Linked DNA regions of Mus musculus: all the other regions are linked to region 3. The links are chromatin contacts, called in public HiChIP or PLAC-seq and promoter capture Hi-C maps. All regions are on one chromosome and are shown on one strand. Each heading gives the region's core, a stretch centred on a gene start, on an enhancer-like site or on the middle of the called end of the contact. The rest is flanking DNA. Distances are from core to core; before and after follow the strand shown.

The links. HiChIP or PLAC-seq counts read pairs in DNA pulled down with a chosen protein or histone mark. Capture Hi-C pulls out chosen DNA fragments and counts their contacts.
Region 1: a contact with region 3 is called in a promoter capture Hi-C map of liver, with 2.9 times the contacts expected there. The contact joins the promoter of 2610306M01Rik here to the promoter of Arhgap25 in region 3. A contact is called at or near these places in 1 of 39 promoter capture datasets (pre-B cells), 2 of 484 Hi-C or Micro-C datasets (memory CD8 T cells and natural killer cells), 2 of 115 datasets of contacts at active chromatin or transcription factors (the SCID.adh cell line and memory CD8 T cells) and 1 of 9 other capture datasets (liver).
Region 2: an H3K4me3 HiChIP or PLAC-seq map of bone marrow-derived macrophages shows a contact between it and region 3, with 2.8 times the contacts expected there. The contact joins the promoter of Rpn1 here to the promoter of Arhgap25 in region 3. A contact is called at or near these places in 1 of 39 promoter capture datasets (pre-B cells), 2 of 115 datasets of contacts at active chromatin or transcription factors (bone marrow-derived macrophages and memory CD8 T cells) and 1 of 9 other capture datasets (pancreatic islet).

The regions. Positions count from the first base shown.
Region 1 is chr6:86,847,868-86,852,812 of GRCm38.p6, forward strand. It overlaps 2610306M01Rik (RIKEN cDNA 2610306M01 gene), which reads right to left and starts at 1,573. Exons shown (of 1, transcript NR_028298.1): 1 at 540-1,573. It overlaps Aak1 (AP2 associated kinase 1), which reads left to right and starts at 1,638. Exons shown (of 16, transcript NM_001378654.1): 1 at 1,638-2,348. The coding sequence starts at 2,186.
Region 2 is chr6:88,082,150-88,086,720 of GRCm38.p6, forward strand. Rpn1 (ribophorin I) reads left to right here and starts at 2,324. Exons shown (of 10, transcript NM_133933.4): 1 at 2,324-2,645. The coding sequence starts at 2,382.
Region 3 is chr6:87,530,019-87,534,550 of GRCm38.p6, forward strand. It overlaps Arhgap25 (Rho GTPase activating protein 25), which reads right to left and starts at 3,241. Exons shown (of 11, transcript NM_001037727.2): 1 at 2,808-3,241. The coding sequence starts at 2,868.

The DNA of each region.
Region 1 (4,945 bases), core at 323-2,822, 680 kb before region 3:
GGAAGGCGAGGAGAACACACCCTGGGCTGAGTTAGGAAGATGTTCCGCAGGTGCTGAGTCTCACCCTTAAGGTGGCTGTAGGATTGTGTGAACTGAGGTGGCAATACTGGCTCTCTCCGGAAGTTAAGATGCTATCTCTCTCCGGAGAGTTATATGACTATGGTACCACATGAAATAAGAAACCGCAATAGCCACCGCCAGCACAGCCGGACTCAATATTCAGATTAACCAAGAGCCATCTTTTTTTGTTCTATTTTTCAAGACAGGGTTTCTCTGCATAGCCCTGGCTGCCCTGGAACTCATTCTGTAACCCAGGTTGTCCTCGAAATCAGAAATCTGCCTGCTTCTGCCTCCCAAGTGCTGGGATTAAAGACGTGAGCCACCACTGCCCAGCAAGACCCATCTTTTTTTATTTCCTGGGGGCCCCCTTCTAGATCTTCCTCAAGTGCCTGAAGTAGAAATTCTGGGATGAACTGCAAGAGGGTAGTTGCATCTTTAAGAAGTGTGGGGAGCTGGTGGAAAAATAACCTATACTCAAAAAAGAGAAAAAACCATGTATTTCTTGGGGGAGAGGGCAGGGGAGGCAGGGATTTGGCACGACAACAACATCTTCTGTGAAGCAATCTAGGAGGAGAGATCTCAATTCCTTTCCAAATCCTTAGCATTTGACAGGTGCCAATCACACAGCCCTGTACTCTATCCGCACCCAAGCGATCCTTAGTAAACACAGCATCTTCTTGCGAAAGATTCTGAAGAGAAAGCAGTAGGTGTGTCTAAAGTTCCCTTTAAAGGCGTGAATATATCTGGTAAGGACCAGGCAAATCTGGGTCGGCAGAGGGCCATGGTTTGGGGTGGAGCCCAAGGATGGATGTAGCCTGGTCCCTAGATGCTCCGTGTACTGGATCTCCCGCAGTTCCTTCTTCGACCCTCAGGCTTCTCAGTTCTCATCGTGGTCGGGGACCGGAAGACACCTGCTTTGTTTCCTTCAGCACCGAGATTCCGCTCGGCTCCCTGCTGGCATCATACCCACTTCTCCCCAGCCCCCAAGCCTTCAGTACCTCCGCTCCCATGACGTCGGGGAACTCCCAAACCCAACTGGGGCGAGGCAGCTAAACCGCGTCCTTCAGGTGTCAGTCCGGACTCCTGTGAAACCACAATTCCCAGAGTGCCTCTGTCCATGAGGCCAAGCCATAGATAAAATGGCTACAGAGAGTGGGACGTGCAGCTGGAAAACTAGTCTCTGGTGACTTTAGCAGATGTACTTAAATACCCGAAGCCTCACTTCTGCACCACTCCACTATCATCTCCAGTCCCTGGAGACGGCGTCCGAAGGTGCGCTCGCTCCCGGGGCATCTTGGGAATTGTAGTCCAGATGCCAGATTACCCCGAACTACTCTTCCCAGGGTGCTCAGCGGCAGGACTACGGCAACGCTCTCTTCCAAGTGTCTCTGTCCCGAGTTCCACTGCTCTGGTTCCCTTCTTGCCATCGGTTTCTTTCGCTCTGTAGCTATAGCTGGTGCACCTGAGACGGCCCCTGAGAAGGGGCTGTGCGGCCCTGAGAAGCACTTCCGGTGGCAGGTCACTTCCGGGTGGGTGGTCGGAGCCGACGGGCGCGCGCGCGGGGGAGGGGCGGCCTCAGCGCGGCGCTCGGGGATCAGCTGGCGGGCGGGCGGGCGCCGAAGCGGCCCCGGCTCTGCGGCAGCGCCGCCTCCTTCGTGTCGCAGGCCGGCGGCCGTGGCCATGTCGCGGGGCTGGTAGCTGGGCTCGCCGCCGAGCGGCCGCTAGTGGGTGTCCGGGGCCCGGGGCGGGGGTCCGGGCAGGGGTCCGGTGCGTTTCCAGGGCTTTCCCGAAGAAAATGCACGCAGCGTTTCCTCTGGATGACGGCCTGTGCTTTCCCTAGGACCCGGCAGTTAGGCTCTGGAGTGTGTTACTGATTCATCCTCTCTCTGCCTCTGTCATCGCAGGTTTAAACTTAAACGATCGCTCCCCGAGGAGGAGGGGACCCGCCGCGCGATTGACAGTCTATTCCTGCAGGCGCCGTCCCTCAGCCCCCACCCCACGGCCGGATTCCCGGGGCTCTGCTCAGGGCTGAAACCGGAGAAGAAATCCTTAGATCTCTTTTCTTTACAACAAATACGAACCTAGAAACCATCGGCATTTTGCCTTGGCATTTCATATTGGAAAGATGAAGAAGTTTTTCGACTCCAGGCGGGAGCAGGGGAGCTCTGGCCTGGGTTCAGGCTCCAGCGGAGGAGGGGGCAGCAGCTCAGGCCTGGGCAGTGGTTACATCGGAAGGGTCTTCGGCATCGGGAGGCAGCAGGTCACCGTGGACGAGGTGTTGGCGGAAGGTATGTTGGGAAGCCAGTGCGCGGTGAATTAATCTCGTGTGCTGATGTGGCAAGACTCTGGTTTCTAGTTGTATGAATGGGTTTTGACCAACTGACCCTCCCTTCCCCCTCTGCACTTTCCTTGCGAGTCATTGTCCTTGAGAGAATTAAAACTCAGACTGGGAATTGACAGGGCTTGGGGGGGCAGTATTGCCCAAATAGTTTACCTCAGTGGCCTTTCATTTGGGTGGGTGGGGGGAGCGCGTGGAGAAATCTCTTCCTTTGACCGAATTATTCGGATCCTATGTGTGAAGTATAAGTGAAATGCAGGGTGGTGGTCTTGCCATTTCCCTGAAACTTTAAATTCTGATGCGGAGGCTGAAGGGTGGGGATGGGGAGAGATCTTAAAGGAGAGGGGGGCTTCTCCCACCTAACTTTCCTATTTCTTTAAGTAGGTAGCCAAAGAGGATTTCTCTGGGGACAGGAATGCATTTTTTGGTGTTTTGGTTAGGTTTGTTTCTTTACCCAACTGCAGTGAGGTCCCCAGGATGTGGCTAAGATAAAATCATAAGCGAATGAGATGGTTTTGAACTCAGACGCCTAGGCCTCTTTTCTCCTTTTAGTTTCTATTAAGAATGACTTAGGATTGGCTCTGGTTTAGTGTTCTCTCAGTTGGAGAGGATGCTGTGTGGTTTCTCTCGGTGTGTGCTCGTTGGTCTATCTGTGCTCCTGCAGATACATATTTTTCTGCCCCAGGCTTTAGGGAAAATCTTGAGTGTTTCTTGGGTAACCTTAACCTCGACCTTCGTAATTATGCCAGACTGATACTTTTCACAGCTCATTGCCTGCTTACTGTGCTTTTATTTTTAATAAAAGCAGCAATTTCCTTGGCATGAAGCAATTTAAACTAATTGGATAGGACCAGTCTGCTGTAGGTTGCGTTACAGCCTGCCAAGGCTTGGGTCTGGGGGAGGCCTCAGTGAAGGCAGCATGGTGGTAGAGGCTAGTCTATCAGCGAGGGAAGGAGGAATGAGAGCTAAGCAGCCCCTTCGAAAAGGAGGCTTTTGCAAGCTGAGGTTGAAGGAAGGACCTCTACCTGGGCCTAGGAACTGCCTGTCATGGTGAGTCTTGTAGGGTGGTGGACGGGTGGGTGGGAAGAGGCCAAAGCTGTGTTAGACTTAGTTTGTGTAAGTACTGGATTTGGCAAGGCCCAGTTTCTGAGGATACATTGAAGCCTATACTTAAAAAGCACAATTTTGAAGAGATATCTGATAATTTCCTTGTAAATTACTGCTGCTTTTTTTATTTTTTATTTTCCATTCTTAGTATTGTTCCGACTGGACTTAATCTGGGCCTGAGTTACAATCCTTTCTGAACCTTTCCTTGAGGATTCTGGTGCAGGGTGGGAGATGCTGCTATGTCTGCTGCCAGATCTGTACCTTGGAATCTGAGCTGACTCTTATCCTGTAGCCAAAGTCCTTGACTACAGTGGGGGGTGGGGAGGGAGAGGGGGGTGAGAGAGAGAGAGAATGAGGAAGGAGATGAGATCAGGAGGATGGCCTCAGAGCCCAGGAACATTTTTTTCAGCTAGGATGTTTTCTCATCACGTGTTGCCCTAAGCTTTGCTTATTCTCTGAGTCTGGAAGAGTGGTGGGAAAGAGAAAACACAGAATCAGCCTTTGTTTTCTAGGCTTCCCTGGAATTCATCCTGAGAGCTGCACATTGTGCATTCTGATATTTTAAAAAGTAGAACTTTGGGCTTGGATCTGTTGATTCATTCGTTTATTCATTCAGCCAACAGTCACAGAGTGCTTGTGATGTGGCCAGTTCTGTGCTAGGCTCTGGGGACATGATGTTTAACTAGATGTTAGCATTTCAGAGCTGTTTGAAGAGATAGAAAATGGACAGTTAGTGATAGTGTCACCGTAAGAGTAACCTACGGATCAGTTGCTACAAATCTTGTCCTTAGGGCCCCTCAGTGTTAGGGAGCTAAGACACGTTTTGTGGAATGAGCGAGTGTGGTAACAGCACGGGCTGAGGCTGTGCATGAGTGTAGCATTTAAAATTTGGTCTGGCAAATTTTTTGGCTATGATTGAGCTTCAGTTGTGGCCTTTGAAGTACGTGACTATGTAGGAGTCAGTATTTATGTGGCACTACTGAGTTCAAAGACACTGCTAAGGTTTAAAAGGGGTGAGAGATAGAAACTCTAAAGTGTGATGCGTGCCTTTTAAAATTAGCCAGTGGGTTTCATTGAGGTGCTGAGATCATGCTTGTGTTGTGCAAGGTAGCCAGGTAGCTACATCTCCAGCCGTGATGTCTGCCTTTAGGGAACTGCTAGTCAGTGTAGGAAGAAAATAAATTCATTTGTACATATAGTAGTGTGCTTATGGCCACAGATCCTATAGTCGGACAGATTTAGGGTCAATTTTTGGATTTGTTTTTGTTGTTAAACCTTTTTACATCGTGTGTGTATGTTTTCTCTAAGATAGCTCACCATTTCCTGGACCTGTTTTAAAAAGCATCTATTATATTATTACTACTATTGTTGTGCATGTATGCTGCACACAAGAATGTGTGTGCATGTGTCACAGAGTGCAGAAGTCAGAAGGCAGCAGTG
Region 2 (4,571 bases), core at 1,074-3,573, 550 kb after region 3:
AATTTTAGGTGTCATTCCTCGGGAGCTGTCTACGTTGTTTTCAAGACAGGATCTCTCACCGGCCTGACGTTCTCCAAGCAGGCTAGGCTGGAGAGCAAACTCCCCGTGTCTACCTCCCCAGTGCTGGGATTGCAAGGCTGCATCACTGTCCTTGGCTTTTTTTTTTTTTCCATGAGTTCTGGGGATCAAACTCAGATTTTCGTGCTTAAGTGGCAAGAATTTTACTGGCTGAGCTATCTCCCTAGTTACCCTCTTAACACTCTCAATAATGACTTTGTTATTTTTAAACATCTATTTATTTTATGTGTCTGAGTGTTCTGCCTGCATAAGTGTCCATGCACCACATCCTTGAAGTGTGAGTGGAGTACAGAAGGCAGTTTTAGATCCACTGGAACCAGACTTAGTGTTGTGAGAAGCCATGCAGGTCCTGGGAATTGAACCCTGGTCCTCTACTAGAGTATCCAAGAGAGGACTTAACTGCTAAGCCTCCTTTCCAGTCACCTAACTCTATAATTTTTAATTTTGGAAGAGTTGAAGAAAAATTGTCTCTGATGTTGGAGTGTTATTTTAAATGGCTACTATATTGCCCCTGCTATCCTCTGCAGAGCTTTGCCCTGGTGAATGTGTTAATAGTGTGGTCAGACTTTCTATTGTTGTTGTTACATTAAGGCAAAGTATTTTATGTTCTTTATTCTTTATTCTTTCCTTAGCCTCCTAAATACTGAAGCATTACAGGCATGTACCACTACTACAACCAGATAGCATTAAAAAAAGATTTATTTTTAAATTTATATTTATGTGTGTGTATGTGAGAGAGAAAGAGATACAGAGAGACAGATAAAGACAGAGACAGAGAGGAACAGAAGGAAGAACATCTGTGTATGGATGTTTGTGGAGGTTAGAGGGCATCAGATCCTTGCCTGACAGGCAGTTGTGAGCCTGGGAACCGGAAGAATTCAAGTCCTTTGAGAGAGCAGCAAATCCTCCTAACCACTAAGCTGTCTCTGCATACATAATGTATGTACTCGCGTGCAAACAGTAAGTAGTTTTGTTTTCTGGGCCATATAGTCTGGTTTGCAACTACACTACTGTTACTGTTGTACTGTGAAAGCAATCATAAGCTACGGACAAATGAACGTAGCTATGTTCCAATAAAACTTTATAGACACAGATAGATTGTTGGCCTGCAGGTGCTAATTTCCTGACTTCTGCTTTGTAGGGAGGAGCATGGCCAGCCCTCCATTCTCTCTTCTCATTGGCTGGTATCAATGTTTGAATATTTCCATCTCCTCCCAAAATTTACCTTCGAATTACATCCTTCAAGCAACAACATTGGGACGCATTCTCATTTGGGGAGTGGAGACTGTACACAACCATTGTGCAGGGGGCTTGGAGATTTTATAGGGTTGAAAAAAGGGAACTTTAGGGGAGCAAAGTTTTATCTGTAGATTTTTTCATATATATATATATACATATATACATACATATATATATGTATATATGTATATATATATATATATATATATATATATATATATATGGTTTCAAGGCCCAAAAAATGCCATTGGATGTTTTCGTCACTAAGCTGGCTTTCTTGTCAGGTGTATCAGTACACTGACTACAGTTTCTCTGCTCACTTGAAGTTCATTGTTTTTGGTCATTAATTCTTCAGTGTGACTTTGGGAGATGATAGCACTAGAGGAATCCATCTGCAAGATGCCTTTGTAAAAGGGCTTGCCTCAGAGAGACCCTTTCCTGCCTTTCTGTCATATGACGATATGCAATGCCTTCCTTAGAAGGCATGCAATGTCAAAGTGCCACCTTGGTAGTAAATAGCAGCCCTCACCAGACAGCTAGTCCTGCCAGTGACTTCGCCTTGGACTCCTACAACTGTGATAAATGTCAACAGGTATCTGAGGTTAATATCATCAACCTTGGTTAGTTGCTTAAGGTTTCTGCCATCACTCACATTAATGGTTGAACTAAATATTAGAGGAGAGACTTGAGTTTCTGGAAATTTCCCATTTTCCTTTAAACTTTTGCCCACTTAGCATTCGTATCACTATAGAGAAGGCAAAGTTAGTTCCTTAGACTAAGCTATAGTATACTGTTTTTGAGCTGAGAGGCCAGAGTTATTTTGCATAAGCATGAAGGAAACAGACAGGATATAAGGAAATCAGGGGTGAATACGGCTATTAAGCGCCCCAAGAAGTACGCCTGCACTTTAAGATTTTCAATCAGGCGCCCCACGATCGCCCGGTTGCCCTGGAGACGGGGTCCTTTCTGACCGGGCCCAGCCATCTTGTGGTGCTGTTGGCCAATCAGCGGTTGCGCCGTGGCGGGGGGGCGGGGCGCGTGTCGGTGGCGCTCAGCTCGCGGTCATGGAGTCGCCGGTCGCCTTGCTGTTGCTGCTGCTGCTATGTCTCGGGGCCTTGGCCCCGACGCCCGGCAGCGCCTCCTCGGAGGCTCCGCCGCTGGTCAACGAGGACGTGAAGCGCACGGTGGACCTGAGCAGCCACCTAGCCAAGGTGACGGCTGAGGTGGTCCTGGTACACCCGGGCGGCGGCTCCACATCACGAGCCAGCTCTTTCGTTCTGGCCCTGGAGCCAGAACTGGAGTCGCGGCTTGCGCACCTAGGCGTGCAGGTGAGCGGAGGGAGGAGCCGGCGAACCTCACGCGGGATGCCTGAGGCGATCGGGGATCCCTGGGGAGGGGCGGGGAGGTTGAGGGCGTTAGGGATCCTCCAGGTGTCTGGTTGTCTGAAAGGCAGGTGTTGGAGGGGGACAGCGGAGAGGTTGGGGTCCGCCGTCTCTCTTGTCCGCGTGTCCTCTCGGACACGTCAGCACAAGCTTCCGAGCGTGGGGCACCGCCCACGTGGCTGCTCTGGAGCCCAAGGCGACCCCTTGGTCCCCTGGCGACCTCCTTCCGCACCCCAAGAGGATCTTGGCTGTGGCCGGGTGCGGTACTTCGGGTACCCAGCTTCTTTTCTGTCCCCTGGACTTGCTCGTCTAGTGGAGGACTATCAGTGAGTTAAGACAATTTATTTCCTGAATGCAATTGACTGGTGTAGTCTGTTCTCTCCAGACAGCAGCGTTCAGAAATACAGCAGGTTTCTGGTATTAAAGTTTGTCATTCCTCGCACCCGGTTAATGTAACACTCCTCTGAAAGCTGCTGCTTAACGCTTTCTTAATGTTCAGACTAATTGAAGAGTCAGCCCCTTATGCTGTACAGAAAGGTGAAGCCCAGGTCTGTTCCTCCCCACCGTCTCTCATTGGAACACTTCAGCATTTAGCCTTCTGTACTTTTCATTGAATACACTTTTATACCTTTCAAGGAAAGAAATCGCTGGCTTTGGGAATAGAGGGAATATCCACACAGGTTAATTTTTATTACTGTTCTCATTAACTATATTCATTAAGTGATTACCCAATTTACTAGGAGACTAAGCACACCACATTCTTTTTAACTGTATGGAGCTATAAAGCTGGACTTATAATAGTCACTGAAGTGACTCCTGTCCCCTTTACATTGAAGCCTTGTTCATGCTCAGCATGGCTTTCCTCAAATATTTCTGGAAAGACATTCATGACTTCATTGGATGCTCAGTCCTGTTTTGTGAAAATCAGTCATGACTTAATGAAGTCATAGTATAATCAGATCACAGCAGAGGCTTACCACCCTGCTGCTGTCCTGGTGGGAATTGCATACAAGTTGGGTCCCTCTACATGGCTCAGAGCATCCAAGTTCAATTCCACAGCCATCGGTAACTCCAGTTTCAGGGTGCACAGACCCACTTGCAAGCAAAACACCCATGTACATTAAAAGAAAAATTAGGAAAAGAAAAGGCTGTGGCAGGTATTTTAAGAACATTCCCCACCCTATAGCAACCTTTTGAGGCATAGGAATTCTTACATGACTGTGGAAGTATCTGGCTTTGGAGCTTATTAACCCCCCTCCCCCAAATGAAGGTCTGACTTGTCCCATACCCTTGGGTGTATTTGCATTATTGCTACCTTGCTTTCTGGCCTTGACATGAAATTAGGACTTGTGTTTCAGCTCTGCAGTCATGTTACTGACTTACAGTAACTTGTGTTAACTCTGGAGGAAGACGAGTTTATACTCCTTACCTAGGTGAGAAGCAACTGGGTGATAAAGAGGATAAGAAAGGGCACACATTGCCTTGGAAACTTAGGCGAGGTGGACGGAGTACAGGAACCTTTAAGGAGCTAGCAGGACAGTAGGATTATGTAGTTTGAACCATCCTTTTCTCTTACACTGTTTGAGACAGGGTGTTGCTGTGTTGTCCCTGGACTGTTTTGGAACCTAGAATCCTCCTGTCCCAGCCTCCAGAATGCTGATAGCTAAAAATGACCTTGACTGCTGATCATCTTGGCTGTCTGTCCCATGTACTGGGACTACAGCTGTGTACCACCATGCCTAGCTTTCTGACCTTTTACTAAGTAATGCATTTTTTTTTTAAGATTTATTTATTTATTATATGTAAGGACATTGTAGCTGTCAACTCTGCTTGCTCAGTTCCTGCTTGCCCCAGTCCAAAGATTTATTACTA
Region 3 (4,532 bases), core at 1,991-4,490:
GATGTGTCCCTGGTCCCACTTCAAGCCCAGATTGGTGCCCTTTAACCTTCTATTTCTAATCCTTATTCCCCATCAGGATTGATAGGTCAGATGCAAGGTGACCTAGTTCTCCATCTCTCATCTCTACACCAGGAGCTCTCAGGCCATACTGGTGGTCTCCTGGTTCTGTTACTCTAAGGGAACCTGCCATTCTTGGAGGAGAAAGAGCAGAGCCTCAGAGTCCTCCCCCACATCTAGGGTTGGCTTTCTTTCCAGCCCTGGCTCAACACTCAAGATTAGAGGAACTGAATGGGCAAGCAGGCCCCCTGCTGGGCTCACCAGTAGAGGGGGGGGGGGGATGATGGGAGGGAGGGAAGAGGGGAGCTTGTATTTTCCCATTGAGAGCCTTTCTTGAAGGGCTCAAGTTTTTTCTCATCCCCTTCAAATCACACCTTAATAAGAGCCTCCTAAAAACTGAACTAGAAAGTGAATTGTGATGTGTGGGCTTCCCCCCCTCTCATGACCTTATAATGGCAACACTCAGGTCCAGAGGTCTAGGGAAAATATTACTGCCACCTCTCCCCAGGGGACATTTGGCAACATCTGAAGACATTTTTGGTTGCTACAGAAGGTAGTGGTAGATGGGTGTTACCACCTTCTAGAGGGTAGAGGCCAGGGATGCTGCTGTCTTACAATGTGCAGAAAAACCCCTGCAATCAAGAATTATCCAGTCACAAATGTCAACAGTGACCGGGCTGAGAAGCCCGATCCTTCTATATCACACTACCCAGGCTAGAAAGCCACAGTTCCTGGCTTCCCTGTAGGGACTCCCAATTGCACCACCCTTCCTCTGGAAGTGGCTTTTCTGGCATATTGATAAACCGATTCCTACGTGGGACAAGGGACTGGAGATCTTGTAACTGAGTCAGGTACTTTCTCCTCAGGGAGCTGGCTCTACCTATAATCTAGATCCCAGTTCATGTGACACTCTGCTATGCAGTGACAAACATGTAGATGTCACGGGTAACAGCAAAGACTCTTCTAAACTGTATGTACTTGTTATTATACATTATTAAGTGATATTAAATAATATTGAATTCTGGTGATCAGACTTCAAACATTGTTTGCCCAGTGGGTCCAGGCGCTAGGAGCTGCGCCACTTGCACAGTGACGGAGCCCTGCTGCGCTTAGCTCAGGGAACTGACAGCTCATCAGATAGAGATGCTCATTAAAAGGCAGGATGGCGGGACCCTCTTGAGAGCCTGACTTCACAGTTGGGGTGGACTCTGAGACTCTGTGTTTCCAGGAGTAAAGGGTGTTCTACAGTAAGCGACCCAGGGGGACACCTGTAAGAACTGCTCGAAGAGATTATGGAACTACACTCAGTCTAATCCTAGGCCTGAGAATCCAATGAGGTGATTTTCTATACTGCTGAAAAAAATCTAACATTTATTTTCCCAAGTGTCCCATCTTTAGCTGAAATATGGAAGGTGAGAGAGCGGAATGCCTTCACAGTGGGGAGGTGGGACACTTACCAAGGAGCAGAGGGACAGATATTCTACCTTAAAATTAATCTGAGTGACTTAGTGAGAGTATGTTTGTATGGGCAGGAGAGAAGGCTCTTTCTTCCCTGTGTCACATCTTGGAGCTGGCTTTGGCACACAGTTCCAGCTCTGTTTGGAAATGTGGGCTCCTGATCACCAAAATAAATGGCTTCTCTGGTTACTTTCAGTTTCATTTCAAAGCCCTTTTCTGACCTGCTTCCTATCTGTGAGCTTTTAGTGAACTACTTATTTTAACACACCAACCACCATGAACCATCTGGCCAAAACTTTCTTCTAAGCAAAATCCTTCCATGCTGTTTGCAAATACCTCAACACTGTAAAGCCTAAAATCAAGAAATTTATCTCACTGAGTAGATAGTCGTGTGTGTGTGTGTCTCTGTGTATGTGTGTGTGTGTGTGTGTGTGTGTGTGTGTGTGTGTGTGTGTGTGTGCTTCATCTGACTATGATCAATTTAAAACTAAAGTTTAATAACAGAAGAAATATCAGGTATTCAGGCCATGCCGATAATCTGAGCACTAAAGTAACTCTGTGAATCTAAGTTTCCATAGCAAGTTTCAGGCCAACTAGAGCTACAGAGCGAGAATTCATGGTGCAGGGGGTGGCAAGAAAACAAGACATCTATATAATAGCAAACAATAGATTTGACGAATATATATCACCATTGTTAGAGGAAAATGATATGAACACCTCGAATTATCCTTCATAACTAACTAAAGTCTATCTTTCCCAACTCTCCTGCGTTCTCCCACGTTCTGTTCCTTAGAATAGTGTTATTATACTTCAAAAGCCTCTATTCTCTCACCCTGTTCTCCTTGTCTACTTTTAACTATAGGTAGTCCCTCATTGGCCTCTGGGTTCACAAAAAATGTGACACTCCCTTGAATTCATCCACAGATGAATCACTTCAAAATACTCGAGTCTCTGTCCTCTTACTGAAAGCCATTCAACAGTTAGACGACGTGCCATGCCAGAAAGAACCGACTTTCCAATGACAGAAACAAAATCTCAGTTTTGTGTCCAATGCACAGCCGAAACCATCCAAGTTCCCTTGACCCACATAGTCCACCCCCAGAGAGAAGAGAACCCCCCCAACCCCAGCACACTAGAACTTCTCAGGACTCGTCCACCCGAATGCACATTTCTGCCAAGCTCAGTGTTGTTGTGTGGTGTGCTTTGGCCGACTGAGCTCCCACAACTCAGAATGCAAATAGTGGGTGCTCACGCATAAGAACCCCGAGGAAATACCTGGACCCCGACCTTACCTATTTTTGAAGCCTCCGCTTTCAAATTGAAATCCCAGTTCCTTGGCAGCTTGAGAGACATTTTGCTTCCGAGGTGGGTGAGTAGCTGGTCAAGTGGCTCACAGTGTGTCACAGGCTGTGCCCTTCTTGTTTCTCTGATCTTCACTTCGGTTCCTCTGCCTTCTCTGCCTGTTGCTTGCTTTGCAGGCACTCTTACGCTCCAGACCGATCTGCCCACGTGTCTCCTCCTTTCTCTCTCATGAACCGTCCATCCATCTGTCACTCGGGGATGGCACCCAAACTCCCCAAGTCCCACCCACAGTCCCCCAGGGGCTGGCACCCTGCTTTGCGTTCAGATTTACCAGAAATGTCCCAGTTGACACTGCCTCTTGGGAAGCAGAGCCCTGCTGGGCAGAATCTCAGGCCTTACTGAAGTGAAGTTGTGATAAACAACTGCTTTTTTTTTTCTTAACTGTCTGCTTCCTTGCGTTTTGAGGAAGTGGCTGGCTGTTCAGTGTTGTAGCGTTATGAGCACACTGTCTTCAGAAGATGTTATTTAGAAATCTTTGTAAAGCTAGTGCATGTTTGTGTTATAAGACTGTGGTTTTAATTAAATGGAAAGAGACTCCCAAGGCTCTCGCCATGTGCCTGGACTCCTGTGTTCGCCTCCTTGACTCCAGATTTTGGCGGCTAAAAGAGGCCAGGCAGGCAGCCAGCATTCTGCCCAAGAATGGGCAGCATCTTTAAAAATTCCTGCCGTGAAAGGACCACATAGTTCACACCTGCTTGGGTAGAAGGTTTCCAGCAGGTACTTTGATTCCAGCCAGGCAGAGCCACACAAAGGGTCACTGCTTCTCCCCCCTTGTGTATGCTGTGGCGTTTACAACCAGACCACCATGTGTAAAAAAATTCAGTTTTCCTCCCCTTTTAACAGACTCTTCCTGGGCCTCCACGACTTCTTCAGAGAAACAGGATCCTTAACAACTGTGGGGTAAGGAGTCGTTGCAGAAGCTGGTGGGACAGACTCTTGACACACAGCCAATACCCCACAAGCACTTATTTGACCTTCATTCTATCTAGCCCAGTCTGTGGCAGACTTTTACATCTTCAAATAGGTCACCTTGAGCTAGCGGTTGAGCTGATAGGTCCTCGAACCAGACTGCTGTGTTCAAATTCTCAGGCCGGTTGACTTTGGATGTGGCTCTTGAACCATTATTTTCTGTTTTGATTCCCTCATCTGTAAGTGTAGCACTTAACAGACTGATTTTGCAGGGCTGCTATGAGGTTTCTGCAGGCTCCAAGCCTTCCATGTAATCACCAAGCACACCGCACATGCCTGGGGCCTGGGCCATCTACCTCAGTTCTCCTGGATAACTGCTTTTCAACACCTCCCACGGGCTATGGACAGGTGACCCACCTTCCCGTTACCTGCTGCATGGACCACCTCACCTCTCCCCAGCTCAGCTCCATCTCCTCTTTCTATTTTCTCTTGGATCTTTCCAATCAATATTAGCACTACAATGTTTTTCATATCAAAAAAAATCTCTCTTGACACTACTTCCTCCTTTGGCTATAGACTATTTCTGAGAATTTTTTTTTTAAATTAAGGACTGTTGGACTTACTGTGATCGCTCCTCTTTTTCCTTCCTGGATTTCTCCCATTGAGGCTTTTGCCCCCAGGACCCCATAGAGTGGCTTCTCAAGACACCAACAGCTTTCCTGTCACTGAACCAGGTCTCCATCCTC